Linked DNA regions of Macaca mulatta: region 1 is linked to region 2. A link is a contact called in public Hi-C data. All regions are on one chromosome and are shown on one strand. Each heading gives the region's core, a stretch centred on a gene start, on an enhancer-like site or on the middle of the called end of the contact. The rest is flanking DNA. Distances are from core to core; before and after follow the strand shown. Region 1 holds the start of TMEM42 (transmembrane protein 42). Region 2 holds the start of KIAA1143.

Region 1 (7,497 bases), core at 2,060-4,559, 110 kb after region 2:
GTAGTCCAGGAATAATCAGGGAAGCAGATAATTTGGTTAAAATGTTTCCGCCTAATAAGGGAACTGGGCATGTGAGGATAAATAAAAAGGAGTGTATTAAAGAATGTTGTCCAAGTTGGCACCAGAGTTGGGGAGTTTTAAGAGGTTTAAAAGCCTGGCCGTCAATACCCACAACAGTTATGGAGGCAAGGGAAACAGGCCCTTGAAAAGAAGGTAATGTGGAGTTGGTAGCCTCTGTATTGATTAAGAAGGGGATGCACTTATCCTCCGCTGTAAGAGTTACCCGAAGCTCGGTGTCCATGACGGTCCAGGGGTCCTCCAAGGCGATCGGGCAGCATCAGTCTTCAGCTGCTAAGCTGAGAAGATCTGGGAAGGAGTCAGTCAGAGAGCCTTGGGCCAGAGTTCCAGGGGCTCTGGGAGTGTCCAACTGCCGGGCGAGTTGGACAGTCCGATTTCTAGTGGGGTCCTGCACAGTTGGGACATGGCTTAGGAGGAATCCCGGGCTTTGGGCATTTCTTGGCCCAGTGGCCAGATTTCCAGCACTTGAAGCAAGATCCTGGGAGAGGCAGTCCTGAAGGAATGCCTGGCCACTGTGGTTCAGACGTTTTGAAGTTCTTGCGTGCTGGAGATGTGGCTGGGGTTTCTCTCACAGTGGAGGCAAGTAATTGCAACTCAGAAATACATTGCTACTTGGCTGCCTCTATTATTGTACACCTTGAAGGTGAGGTTAATTAGGTCCTGTTGTGGGGTTGGAGGGCCGGAATCTAATTTTTGGAGCTGGGGGCTGGGGTGCAGTGGCACATGCCCATAATCCCAGCATTTTGGGAGGCCAAAGTAGGTGGATCACTTGAACTCAGGGGTTCAAGACCAGCCTGGGCAACATGTCAAATCCTGTCTATACAAAACAATACAAAAATTAGCCAGGCATGATGCACCCATAGTCCCTGCTACTCAGGAGGCTGAAGTGGGAGAATCACTTGAGCCCAGCAGGTTGAGGCTGCAGTGAGCTATGATCCGCCATTGTACGCCAGGCTGGCAAAGCAAGACCCTGTCTCAAAAAAAAAAAAGAAAAAGAAAAAATTGTCTGGGTTTGATGGTACATGCCTGTAGTCTTAGTTACTCAGGAGGCTGAATGGAGAGGATGGCTTGAGCCTGGCAGCTCAAGGCTGAAGTGAGCCATGATTACACCATTGCACCCTAGCCTCGGTGACAGAGACCCTGTGTCCCTCTAAAAACAAACAAAATTCAGTCTAGCTGTAGACCTAATCAGAATCTTCATCTTAGCAAGATCCCTAGGTGATGTGTGTACACAGTAGTTTCGAAGAGGCAGAAATCACTTCTCAGCAGTGTCTGAGGATGGCATCACTTTAGCCCATCATCACCAGGGCTGGGGACCCGGAGATTAACAACGATATAGTCCCTGCCCTCAAGGAGCTTGCAGGCTAGCAGAGAGACAGACAACCAGAGGAACAACCACAGGACTGGTATGAAGGTAGGGGAGTAGCAGAGACGGCTTTACAGAGGAGGTGGCTCTGAGATGCTTAACCTTTAGTACTAGTAGAGGCATCATTTGTTCTAAGAAAATTCGCTTTACATTCTTAATGCATGCAGAGTTGATCAATGCAACACCTCTTGATTTCCTCATAAGAGCTTTCAGAGGGTATCATCTTTGAGCAGCTCTTTACTCAATGGAGTGGTGCAGTGAGACCTCTGAGCCTATTTCCTCATCTGCAAAATGGGACAGTTTGTACTATATCGGCGTTACTGAAATTACCCGTGCTTTTTTTTTTTTTTTTTTTTTTTTTTGAGACAGAGTCTTACTCTGTCACCCAGGCTAGAAGGCAGTGGTGCAATTTCGGCTCACTGCAACCTCTGCCTCCAGGTTCAAGCAATTATTTGCCTCAGCTTCCCGAGTAGCTGGGATTACAGGTGCCTGCCACCATGCCTGGCTAATTTTTTTTTGTACTTTTAGTAGAGATGGAGTTTCACCATCTTGACCAGGCTGGTCTTGAACTCCTGACCTCATAGTCACCCACCTCAGCCTCCCAAAGTGCTGGGATTACAGGTGTGAGCCACCGCGCTCAGCCTTATCCGTGCTTTTATTTGAGCCACAAAACCACCCTGTGAGAGAAGCAGCACAGTGTGGAAGGACTTCCATAAAAAGTTGCTAAACATAAGATACAAAAAGAATGCTGCTGATCAGTATGTTCAACTGCGAAATAATTTTTGTTTAAAAAATGCATATACATTCTATAATTTTTTAAAACACTTTAACTGTATATAACAATAGACATATAGAAAAATGCTCTATTAACATTGATTTTCCTGGAGAGTTGCAACAGCACTTTATACATTTCAACACCACTTTATTTTCAAGGGAATGTAATTTTTAAATGGGAACATTTTATTTCTATTTTTGAGACGGAGTTCACTCTTGTTGCCCAGGCTGGAGTGCAATGGCACGATCTGGGCTCACCACAACCAACGCCTCCTGGGTTCAAGCGCTTCTCCTGCCTCAGCATCCCGAGTAGTTGGGATTACAGGCATGCTCACCACGCCTGGCTAATTTTGTATTTTTAGTAGAGACGGGGTTTCTCCATGTTGGTCAGGCTGGTCTGGAACTTCCAACTTCAGGTGATCCGCCCGCCTAGGCCTCCCAAAGCGCTGGGATTACAGGCGTGAGCTACCACGCCCGGCCGTAAACATTTTAAACATGTAAGTGCAATAGGAGATTAGAAGTCATGTTGATTCTGCGTGGCTTGATTATGGATTACTATCTTCCTCTCATCGCGGATCCGCATTTTTTGGTTTTCTGTGATGCGCTTGTCCCCATCTGGGGCTCTGGCGTCTTTCTGGGTCTAACGGTACCCAGCGCCCTCTGCCGAAGATCTCGGTACGGCGTCCTCAGGCTGGAGGGTGGAGCGGAGGAGGCCTGGTCGACCTGTATGGACTCGGTGGGCCGAGGCGGGGCCCGTTCGGCATCTTTAATAACTTTCACCGGGACCCGGTGGCCGGGATGGAGACGGCTAAGCCGCGAGATGTTTACCTACTACCACAGCGTCCACAGTACCCGGCTCGGCCTTAGGCCTCGGGTCCCGGCGTCCTCTCGGGAAGCACAAACCTACTACAGAGTAAGCCTGAGGCCACCATAGCCCTGAGGCTCTGCCACGCCCCCTGGCCCGCCCCCTCCGAGGCGCCGGGGAGCGATTCCCAAAGTGCCTGCGGGAGCGCCGCGTCACGGGAGCGCCGCGTCACGTGAGGCTGCCGTCCAATCGTGGCGCGCGCTCGGTCCTGCTGGCGGCTGGCGCCAGGCACGGTGGCAGCGGGCAACATGGCCGAGAGGCCGCGGCCTCCGGGCGGCGCCGTGTCTGCGACCGCCTACCCCGACACCCCTGCGGAATTCCCTCCGCACCTCCAGGCGGGTGCAATGCGGCGCCGCTTTTGGGGCGTATTCAACTGCCTGTGCGCCGGCGCGTTCGGGGCCCTGGCCGCCGCCTCCGCCAAGCTGGCCTTCGGCAGCGAGGTCGAGCCCGGGGCGCTGCTGCTGCTGCTGCTGCGGGCGGGCGGGCTGGGCGGCGCTGGGCGGAGGAGGGGCGCTGCGGGGCCCGCGGGGCTCCTGGGGTGGGGCGGGGGTGGGCACAGGGCGCCGCCGCACCCTCGCCGGTCTGTCCGGCTGGGGCCCCCGGCCGCGCACGGCGCTGCGGTCAGCTGGGGTGGGAGAGTGTGTTTCGCCTCTAATCACGCCAAACCCTCGTCCAGTGTAGGCGGTAAGAGACGTCGGGGACTGAGGCCTCCTCCCTTACCAGGGACCTAAAACCTTTTCTCCGGTTGGGCTAGTTCGCTCTCGGGGAAGACCTACACCTCCTACATCCACCCTCTACCTCTCATTTTAAGTCCCTTGTGCCTGAACATTTCTCTCCACGTGACTCTTAAGGTGAGAAGCCTGTTGCCCATCCCTTTACTCCGTAATTAACGGGTATTGTGACCAGATGACCTGTCTGCCCCACTACCAGGAAAATTGGGAGTTTGGGATACTGTAGGCATAAGCAGATACTGACAGAGACGTTCTGGTTGTTTTCCTGACGCTGAGAACTCCCAAACTTGCCTCCTGGCGTCTGCTAAGGTGTATCTCTGCCTCTCCCGTCCCATGTCGTAGACCAGCCTCTGCTTGCTAGAGGGGTTTCATTGCATCTGCAGCCCAGGGTTAGCCTCTGACCTGGACAGTGGTCACTGATTATTTAGGGTTAAGCCTATTTAGGGCTAATCCAGTAGGAGCTGCCATGCTTGAGGTTAGTATCCCATTGGGTGTAGTTCATAGGGTAGGTAGTCGAAAGTAAAATGAATAACTTTGTATGGGCCATGAAGTTTGTTGTCATGAACCAGACCTTCATAACCCTTTATGTAAGCAGGTTGCCACTGGCCCATATGCTGCTTTGTGTAAGACAAGGTTGTCCAACTCGCGACCCAACACAAATTTGTAAACTGAAAACATGAATTTTTTTGCGATTTTATTTTTACTGTTTTTAGCTCATCAGCTATCATTAGTGCTAGTGTATTATATGTGTGACCCAAGACAATTCTTCCAGTGTGGCCCAGGGAAGCCAAAAGACTGGACACTCTGGTGTAAGTTATAAGAAAGCACCTTTTTCTCAAGACACTATGTGTTCAGCTGCTGAGAAACCACTACAAGTAATAAATATGATACTTAGATTCCGCCCCCCGCACCCTCCCCTCCTCGCCTTGTCTCCAGGCCGGCTTCTAACTCACCACCAAGCAAGGGGGGCTGCATATCCTTTGTGTAGGAGGCTTCTAAAGATCCTCTCTTTTCTTGAGACTTTCTCCTTTAAAAAAGAAAGAAATTATCTGCAAGTTCTCCAAGGAATGTCTGGGATCACTAAATAGTCTGAGGTGGTGTTTCCCCCAGGCAGGACTGTGTCCTAGTTAAGAGCATGGAGGTACACTGCCTGATTGTGAAGCCTGGTGGCTCTCATCACGGTAGCACTTTAAGAAAGTTACTTGATGCCCCTGGGTCTTTATCTGTAAAATGAAGTTAAGGAATAAATGAGAATGCTTAAACTCTTAGCACAGGGCCTAACACAGAGTAAAAGCTCAAGAATGCCCAGAGGGGGTGAGCCTTGCTGGGCTATAACTTGTATAGGATTTGGGGGTGGGAATACAGAGCATACATCGCTAATTCGTGCTTTCCCTGATCTCAAGAAGTAAGAACTCCATCCCTGACTTAACTCATACTACCTACGGAGTAAGAACTACTTGGCCCTCTGGGACTGATCTTCAGGCACTGGTCATTGTAAGACCAATAAGGGGCTGGTGTCAGTAGAAAATACTGACTTTGGATTAGCATTTTGCTTCTTCCCAAGATCGTATGGCCAGCAAGGTGGCCAAATGAGTGTCTTCTCTGAATTTGCTTTACTTGTAAGATGGGTCTGCTGCCCACTGAGGGTTAAATGAAGCCCTGTGCAGAAAAGCTCTGAGGCCCTCTGAGCTGTAGTGGGAGCTCAGTAGGAGCCTGGGTGCCAGCAGCCACAGCGCTGGCTGTGCTGTGAGGGGGTCTGCAGGTTGCTGTGCAGGGTGGATGTGGCTGCAGTGACACTTTCTCCTGCAGGTGAGCATGGGTTTATGCGTCTTAGGCATTATTGTGATGGCGAGCACCAATTCTCTGATGTGGACCTTCTTTAGCCGGGGCCTCAGTTTCTCCATGTCTTCAGCCATTGCATCTGTCACAGTGACTTTTTCAAATATCCTCAGCTCGGTGAGTAGCCTGAGGGTGTGGTGCTCTTATCCTAAATCTGGGTTCTGGGTGAGTTGTCTTTGGGTAACCCCTCCTTTCCCAGACAGGAGAAAGGACAGGAACTGAAGCAGAGGTTGGGCTGTGGCTTGACCCCTGGATGATGCTCTATTCATGAAGCAAATGTAATTCTAATCATGGAGGAATTCTCAAGTTAGATTTGAGTGAAGCCTGACAGTAAAAAGCCTGCTTGCTTGCTGTGCCTCCAGGGTGGAGCCCTCATTCTGAAGTCACTGTGCATCCTAGCTGTTTCCTAGGTTTCTGTGCACTCAAGGCTCCATGAGATTTAGAGCATTGGGATTCCCAGAGACTTTTCTTCCCTATGTAATCTGAGGTTGACAAGATGGAGCTGAGCCTAGTCAATCTTGAATTGAGAGAGAAACAAATACCAGGTACCAGCTGTGTCTACCTGCTGGCCTCTACTGGGTCTTTCTTGTGTGCTTTGCTGAGGTCCAGTGCAGTGAGGGAGGTAGCCTCTCCATTCATGCAGGTGAGATTGAATAGAGTGACTTGATGAAGGTGACAAGTAGGTTTCAGGCCCAAGGCTTCTGGCTCCAGACCTTTCCTTCTGGCACCCTTAGAAGGAAGTTAGTCCCAGGAGAGTGAGGTTGTGCCCACCCGCTGAAGTTGAGTCCCTCACAATTGTCTTTGTCCCACAGGCCTTCCTGGGCTATGTGCTGTATGGAGAGTGCCAGGAGGTCTTGTGGTGGGGAGGAGTGTTCCTCATTCTCTGCGGACTCACCCTGATCCACAGGAAGCTTCCGCCCATCTGGAAGCCCCTTCCACACAAGCAGCAGTAGCACCACTTGGCTGGACGGACTAGCTGGAGAGATCACGATGGTGGCCCAGCCTTGGGATGGCATGTGGGACTGTGTCCTAGGGCGACCCAGTTGTGCAGCCTTCTGACCATCAGCCAAGGGAAGCAGGCCTCTGACGGAGCAGGCTTGAGGGTGGACAACTCTGGCTCTGTAAGGAGAGGTGCAGCCACAGCAGTGTTCTACTGGAAGCGTTTTGATCATCTGTGCAGTGCTTTGGATTCTTGCTCCCAGGCCCACACCAGTGAGCCTTCGCAGATGCTGGAGATCCTGGGGTTGGTCTGCTTTGTGTATGGTACTTGAAACCACGCTGTAATTATTATCCTGTTGCCAAACAAAAGCCAGTCATGTAACTCTAGAAGCAGTGACTGGTGGGGCCTTCTGACAATTCCATGCTGATGTATCAGGCCATCTGTGTCATGCTTATGTATTATGGCAAGAAGAGGAAAACTGGGTGAATAAATACTTTTTTTTGTAAGTTAAAACTACCAGGTACAGTGTCTTAATTCTTTCCTTCCCTTTGGAGTAAGAGGGAGCCAGAGTGAGCTGAAATCCTGGTGTGAAGGAGGCAGGAGAGTGAGGCAGGTACAGAAGCCTTGTGGCCTCATTGCTCTGACACCTGCTAGAGCTTGATCTTGTGGTTACTTCCTGAGGTCACACAGCCTAAGGCTCTTTGAACTGCACAGGGTCTGCTCATTTTTCCTGGTGCTCTCAAGGAGAAAAGTTTGACCTCCCTTTGGAGACCTTGTTTTACTTACTAGGGAAAGAAAGTGGTTCAGAGGTCCCTCCCTTCCCTGCCACTCTGTTCCTCCAGCGTTTACCTTTAGGGCTCTTCTGTCGTTTGCTTTTCTTTCTCAGATCCCCTTGTTCTTTTTT
Region 2 (6,656 bases), core at 2,938-5,437:
AGCAAAGTAAAGCTGAGTCTCGTCTTCTCATTGCTGAATCTATGTCCCTTTTCTCAAACCTTATCCTCTTTGTCATCATCCCTATTTTTAGTCATGGGGATCAGTCATTCCCTGTGTTACCTCTAAGAAAAAAATGGCTCCCTGTTGCTTACTAAATAGTCCACATGACCTCACCTCCACTAGTCCCTCTAATACTGCTATATATAGTCCATGACTCTCAAATCTCTACACCTTTACCCATGCTATTCTCTTCATCTCTACCTACTGACCTAACCATGCTCAAGAGTCTACCTAAATATCCCTCCTCCACGAAGTCTAACCTGATAACAAGCAGAGTCATTAACAAATACAAGACCACTACTTAGTGCCAGGCACTGTGCTAGGTGCTGGGAAAATATGGAAGGATTAAGATACTAACTTAAAGAGTTCAATCTAGTGGTGAAGATAAACAGGAAAGCAAGTAGTTGCAATATAAAATGAGTGTTATAGGTAAGATATGGATAAGGTAAAGAGAAAAACAGAGAAAGAGTAACTGTTTGGAGAGCTTTGAAGGGTTTCGGAGAGATGGTGACCTGTGAAAATAGGGCAGGAAGTGTTAAAGAACATGGCATTTTGGAGATCCATCTCTTCATCCTTTCAGAGCCTGGCACAGTGCATGGGGTTAGCACATACTCATCCTACTGGCATACCTTGAAGATACCACAGATTTGGTTCCAGATCACCACAACAAAGCAAGCATCAAAATAAACTGTCACACAAATTTTCTGGTTTCCCAGTTTACATAAAAGTTATGTTTACACTATACACTAACTACAGTTAGTATTAAGTATGCAGTATCATTATGTCTAAAAAAAATCTAGATCCCATTAAGAACATCCACGATTCATGGGAGAAGGCAAAATATTAACATTAACAGGAGTTTGGAAGATGTACCCACCTTAATTTAAAAATACTTTATTGCTAACAACGTTAAAGCTCATCTGAGCCTTCAGTGAGTCCTCATCTTTTTGCCAGTGAAGGGTCTGCCCTTGATGCTGATGGATGTTGACTGATGAGGGTGGTGGGTGCTGAAAGGCGGGGTGGCTGTGGCAATTTTTTAAAATGAGACAATGATGAAGTTTGCTGCATTAATTGAGTCTTCCTTTCACAAAAGATTTCTCTTTTGTGATGCTGCAATGCTGTTTCATAGCATTTTACCCACAGCTGAACTCCTTTCAAAATTGGAATCAGTCCTCTTAAACCTGCTGCTGCTTTACCAAGTAAGTTTACTCTAAATCCTTTGTTGACATTTCAACAATGTTCACAGCATCTTCACCAGAAGTAGATTCCATTTCAATAAACCACTTTCTTTGCTCATCAATAAGAAGCAACTCATGTGTTCAATTTTTATGAGACTGCAACAACTTAATTACATTTTCAGGCTCTACTTCTAATTTTAGTTCTTTTCCTTGTTCTACCACACCTGCAATTACTTCCTCCACTGAAGGCCTGAACCTCTCAAAGTCATCCATGAAGGTTGGAATCAACCTCTTCCAAATTCCTGTTAATGCTGATATTTTGCCCTCTTCCCATGAATCATGGATGTTCTTAACGTGTCTAGAATGGTGAAACCTTTCCATAAAGTTTTCAATTTACAATATCCAGATGCATCAGAGGAATCACTATCCATGGCAGCTGTAGCCTTACAAATGTTTTGACTTTTTGTTTTGTTTTGTTTCGTTTTGAGACAGGGTCTGGCTCGGTTACCCAGGCTGGAGTGCAGTGGTGCGATCATGGCTGACTGCAGCCTCAACCTACCTGGGGTCAGGGGATCCTCCCACCTCAGCCTCCCAAGTAGCTGGGACCACAGGTGCATGCCACCACACTTGGCTAAATTTTGTATTTTTTGTAGAGATGGGGTCTCACCATGTTGGCCAGGCTGGTCTTGAACTCCTGGGCTCAAGCAATCCACCTGCCTTGACTTCCCAAAGTGCTGGGATTGCAAGTGTGAGCCACTGTGCCTGGCTGTTATTTCTTAAACAATAAGACTGAAAATAGAAATTACTCCTTGATCCATGGGCTGCAGAATGGATGTTGTGTTAGCAAGCATGAAAACCACATTAATCTCCTTGTAGATCTCCATCAGAGCTCTTGGGTGACCAGGTGTATTGTCAATCAGCAGTAATATATTGAAATAATCTTTTTTTTCTGAGCAGTAGGTCTCAACAGTGGGCTTAAAATAATTCAGTAAACCATACTATAAAGAGATGTGCTGTCATCAAGGTTTTGTTTTTCCATTTCTAGAGCACAGGTAGATGAGATTTAGTGTAATTCTTAAGGACCCTAGGAGTTTTGGAATGGTAAATATTAACTTCAACTTAAAAGTCACCAGCTGCATTAGCCCCTAACGAGTGTTAACCTGTCCTTTGAAAATTTGAAGCCAGTCACTGACTTCTCTCTAGCTATGAAAGTCCTAAATGGGACAGGCATAGTGTTTTTTGAGAGGCTTTGAGAGGCTAAAGTGGGAGGATTGCTTGAGTCCAGGAGTTTGAGACCAGCCTTGGCAACACAGTGGGATCCTGTCTCTATAAAAAAATACAAAAATTACCCAGTGGTGGTGCGTGCCTGTAGTCCCAGCTACTTGGGAGACTGAGGCAGGAGGATCACTTGAGCCCAGGAGGTCAAGGCTGCAGTGAGCTGTGATTGCACCACTGCACTCTAGCCTGGGTGACAGAGTGAGACCCTGTCTCAAAAACAACCACCACCAACAAAAAAAACAAAGTCCTAGATGGCATCTTTTTCCAATAGAAGGCTGTTTCATCTACATTGAAAACCTGTTTAGTGCAACCATTTTCATCAACTATCTTAGCTAGATCTGAATAATTTGCTTCTTCATCTCATACTTTTATGTTATGGAGATGGCTTCTTTTCTTAAACCTCATGAACCAACCTCTGTTAGCTTCACTCTTTTCTTCTGCAGCTTTCTCACATGTCTCAGACTTCATAGGATTGAAAAGAGTTAGGACCTTGCTCTAGATTACACTTTGGTTAAAGGGAATGTTGTGGCTGGTTTGCTCTTCTATCTAGACCACTAAAACTTTCTCTGTATCAGCAACTTAAGCTGTTTTGCTTTCTTGTCATTCATGTGTTCAATACTGATCCCTTCAGCCCTAAACAACAGTAGTCAGGTGTGGCTCTTTCCTGAAGCTCCTCTTCTTCTATTTAGACCCAGGATATTTAGGGCTTTTGGCTACTTTTTTTGTTTGTTTGTTTTTTTAGACGGAGTCTTGCTCTGTCGCCCGGGCTGGAGTGCAGTGGCGCGATCTCCGCTCACTGCAAGCTCCGACTCCCGCGTTCACACCATTCTCCTGCCTCAGCCTCCTGAGTAGCTGGGACTACAGGCGCCCGCCACCACGCCCAGGTAATTTTTTATATTTTTGGTAGAGACGGGGTTTCACTGTGTTAGCTAGGATGGTCTAGATCTCCTGACCTCGCGATCCGACTGCCTCGGCCCCCCAAAGTGCTGGGATTACAGGCGTGAGCCACTGTGCCCGACCTTCTCTCTATATTTTTTAATTTTTTTTTTTTTAACTTAACAAAGCATAGAAACAGATTCAGGACATTCCTCCGAAGACGTTCCACACTCGAGTCCTAGGACACGGTTCGGGCGGGGGTCATTTGATCGAGTGGCCTGTGTCCTTATCTGGAATATGGGACGACGCTGTAACTCTAACTCACCCTGCGAACTCACAGCTTTTGAGGTAAACAAGAGAGAAAGAAGAGACAAGAAAGTGATCTTTCTTTACCATCTACCAAGGACCAGGCGGTTTACATGTAAGGTCATTTTTAGGAAAACAGCAGCGCTCTGAAACCTACAGAGCTTTCTGGGCGTAGGGGGCTGTAGTCGCTTGAAAAGAACCAGGCTGGGGGTCCGAGTTCCACCGGAATTGGTGCCGAGCGCGGGTGAAAAGAGGGACCCGACAGCACCCACCCTCCAAGTAAAGGCAAAAGTTGAAAGTGGCAGGCTGGCCGCGCTTCCGAAGTAACACGACTGGTGAGGGCTCACCTTAGTCTCTATGGTGGGTCCCTCCCTGTAGCCGACCCGTTCCTTGAAGCGGGCCAGAAACGCTGGCTCGGCTGGCCGTACGTACGATACCTGGTTCCGCTTGCTCATGGTAGCTCTAGGTAAAGACAGGTTCCGCGACCGATTCGCGACGATACAGAGGCGCTTAGCTGTGACGTCAACTGGACCACGCCCCTGATGCGTAGACCGGGCAACATGGCGGCCTCCATTCGGGCGTCAACGTCGGATACAAGCGCCAAATTCAAATTCGCGGCCATCTTGAGCGGGAGGAATTCAGTCGCGCGCGGCGCAGTCGGGAGGTGGAGGCGTCGGCTGCATTGTTCCCGGGATCGAGGGGTGAGGGCGCTATGGCACCCGGCTGCAAAAGTAAGTCTGGACCCCAGACTTCGTTACCCTATCTTTGCCCCCAAATACAGCTGTGAAAGGATGGCAACCTCGGACCGCCGGCAAGGTTCTTGCTGGGCATGAACTGCAGGAGCTGAGTGACGGGCGGGGGCGTTTGGGAATCCCTCTCTGTCGCTCAAAGACAATACGCTAGCCGAAAAGGTCATCCCTTCCGTGTCCTGTGCGCATGCTAGGAGTCTGGCGCAGTTGTAGGCGCTCGGGATGAGCAGTGGACCTGCCGTTCTTCCCTTTCTTTCCCTCGGTTCTGCTGTTTCTTCGCAGGCCTCTTCCCACATCCCGACCAGGGCTACCTCTCTAGATATCCTTGTTTCAGGATCGGCTTTTGCTCCCACCAGCGTCTGCGTATTTCCACATTTCTGACCTTCCTATAGGGAAGGGTTTATTTATATTCCAAACACTTCTTTCTCTTTTTCCCTTAAGTAAATGGAATGTTAAAACACAGATGTCAGCAATGTCTGTGTTGTCACAGTCTCTATTTTCACTTAAAGGAGACCCGTCCGATTTCTTTCTCTTTTTCACGGAGGAGAGCACTGTCATTTTTGCTTATGATAAACCCTACAGTTTTCACTAATGTAGTCTTTTGCTGTGCCTGTGTACGTGCGCCACTTCTTACATTGCCACATCTCTTAAGGAGTCTTGTTTTTGTGAACCTGATTATGAGCTGATTTAATGGGATCTTTGTGAGTGGTCTGAATGGTAATAAGGAGAGGCCTAGATCAGATGATTAAGAATTTGTGAACTTCTGTCATTTGAGCTTTCCAACAGCGTTAATGTTTCTAGCTTTCTGTCAATTATAGTTGTTTTTGATGGGTTTGTTGTTTCAGTAACCTTTTAGGTCGATCGCACTTTTATTGGAACACCTCTTTATGCTACCTTTTTCCATCTAAAATATTCCTTTTCCTTCATCATTTTCAGTATTCAAGGACTATGAGCTCACAAAATGGTACCTTATTGGAGAGAAATGTTCATCCTGCTTTCTGAACAATCATACTGTTTGTTCTTTGTTTCCACCTTATGGATCTGGACTCAAGCCAAAAAAATTGATGCCTGTTAAATAAGTAAAGTATCTGCTTATTTAATGAGATATATGTATGTGACTAAGGGCTCAGAAGAAAACCAAATTTGAGAGCCTTTCTTAAAGTGGTGGGAGCACTTCCCTTTATGATGGTGGTGATGCCATGGGGAACTTTTCCACTCCCTTAAGTTTGTTGGCAAAATTGAGGTTGATGACTTCCCAGGTAAAGTGCTTCTTGCTTTCCCAGCAGCCCAGAGACCTGGAGCATGAAGTGGGAACACATGGGAGAAGAGAGCCCATGCAGTGGTCTTTACAACTTTTACTTTGTGCCCTGAAGGCTTTTTTTTTTTGAGACAGAGTCTTGCTGTGTCACCAGGTTGGAGTGCAGTGGTGCAATATCGTCTCACTGCAACCTCCACCTCCGGGGTTCAAGAGATTCTCCTGCCTCAGCCTCCCGAGTAGCTGGGATTACAGGCACGGGCCACCACGCCCAGCTAATTTTTTTATTTTTAGTAGAGCTGGGGTTTCACCATGTTGGCCAGGATGGTCTTGATCTCCTGACCTCATGATTTGCCCACCTTGGCCTCCCAAAGTTTTGGGATTACAGGTGTGAGCCACCATACCCGGCCCCATGAAGGCTATCTCTAGTGACATTGACACCATGAGTTGCTGACTGTAAATCAGAGAAATGAAAAAGTGAAATATACAATTCCCTTTTTTTTTTCTTTTTTTTTTTTTTTAAAGACAGTGTTGCTCTGTCACCCAGGCTGGAGTGCACTGGCACAATCTTGGCTCACTGCAGTCTCTGCCTCCTGGGTTCAAGCAGTGCTTGTGCCTCAGCCTCAGAGTAGGAGATCTGGATTTAGCATGCCTTTGTTCAAATCCTAGCACTTCTCAGTGATGGTTCCTTAGATCTCAATTAGAAATAATGCCAGAACTATCTACATTTGTGTAGTTTTAAATTTCACTTTATCTCGCTATTTGCTCATTAACTTTGCTTCTTTTTTTATTAAGTAAACATTTTACTTTGGGTTCCTTTTAGATTTACCAGGAAGTTTCACATAAGCGCAGATCAGTATCCATCTATTTAGTTTCCATCTGATCAGTTACACAGATCTCTGCAGAGATGAAGAGCTGGCAGCCTACCTTCTGGGGCTTCTTGTTGTTGTTTGA

The links. Hi-C and Micro-C count contacts between places; a contact is called where the count stands out from the background.
Region 1: a contact with region 2 is called in a Hi-C map of CD4 T cells, with 2.9 times the contacts expected there. The contact joins the promoter of TMEM42 here to the promoter of KIAA1143 in region 2. A contact is called at or near these places in 2 of 14 Hi-C or Micro-C datasets (CD4 T cells and liver).

What each region holds. Positions count from the first base shown.
Region 1 is chr2:108,195,842-108,203,338 of T2T-MMU8v2.0, forward strand. TMEM42 (transmembrane protein 42) reads left to right here and starts at 3,310. Exons shown (of 3, transcript NM_001194661.1): 1 at 3,310-3,523; 2 at 5,624-5,770; 3 at 6,466-7,108. The coding sequence starts at 3,332. The coding sequence ends at 6,606.
Region 2 is chr2:108,088,614-108,095,269 of T2T-MMU8v2.0, forward strand. It overlaps KIAA1143, which reads right to left and starts at 4,188. Exons shown (of 3, transcript NM_001266705.1): 1 at 4,046-4,188. The coding sequence starts at 4,153. It overlaps KIF15 (kinesin family member 15), which reads left to right and starts at 4,211. Exons shown (of 34, transcript XM_077992276.1): 1 at 4,211-4,429. The coding sequence starts at 4,411.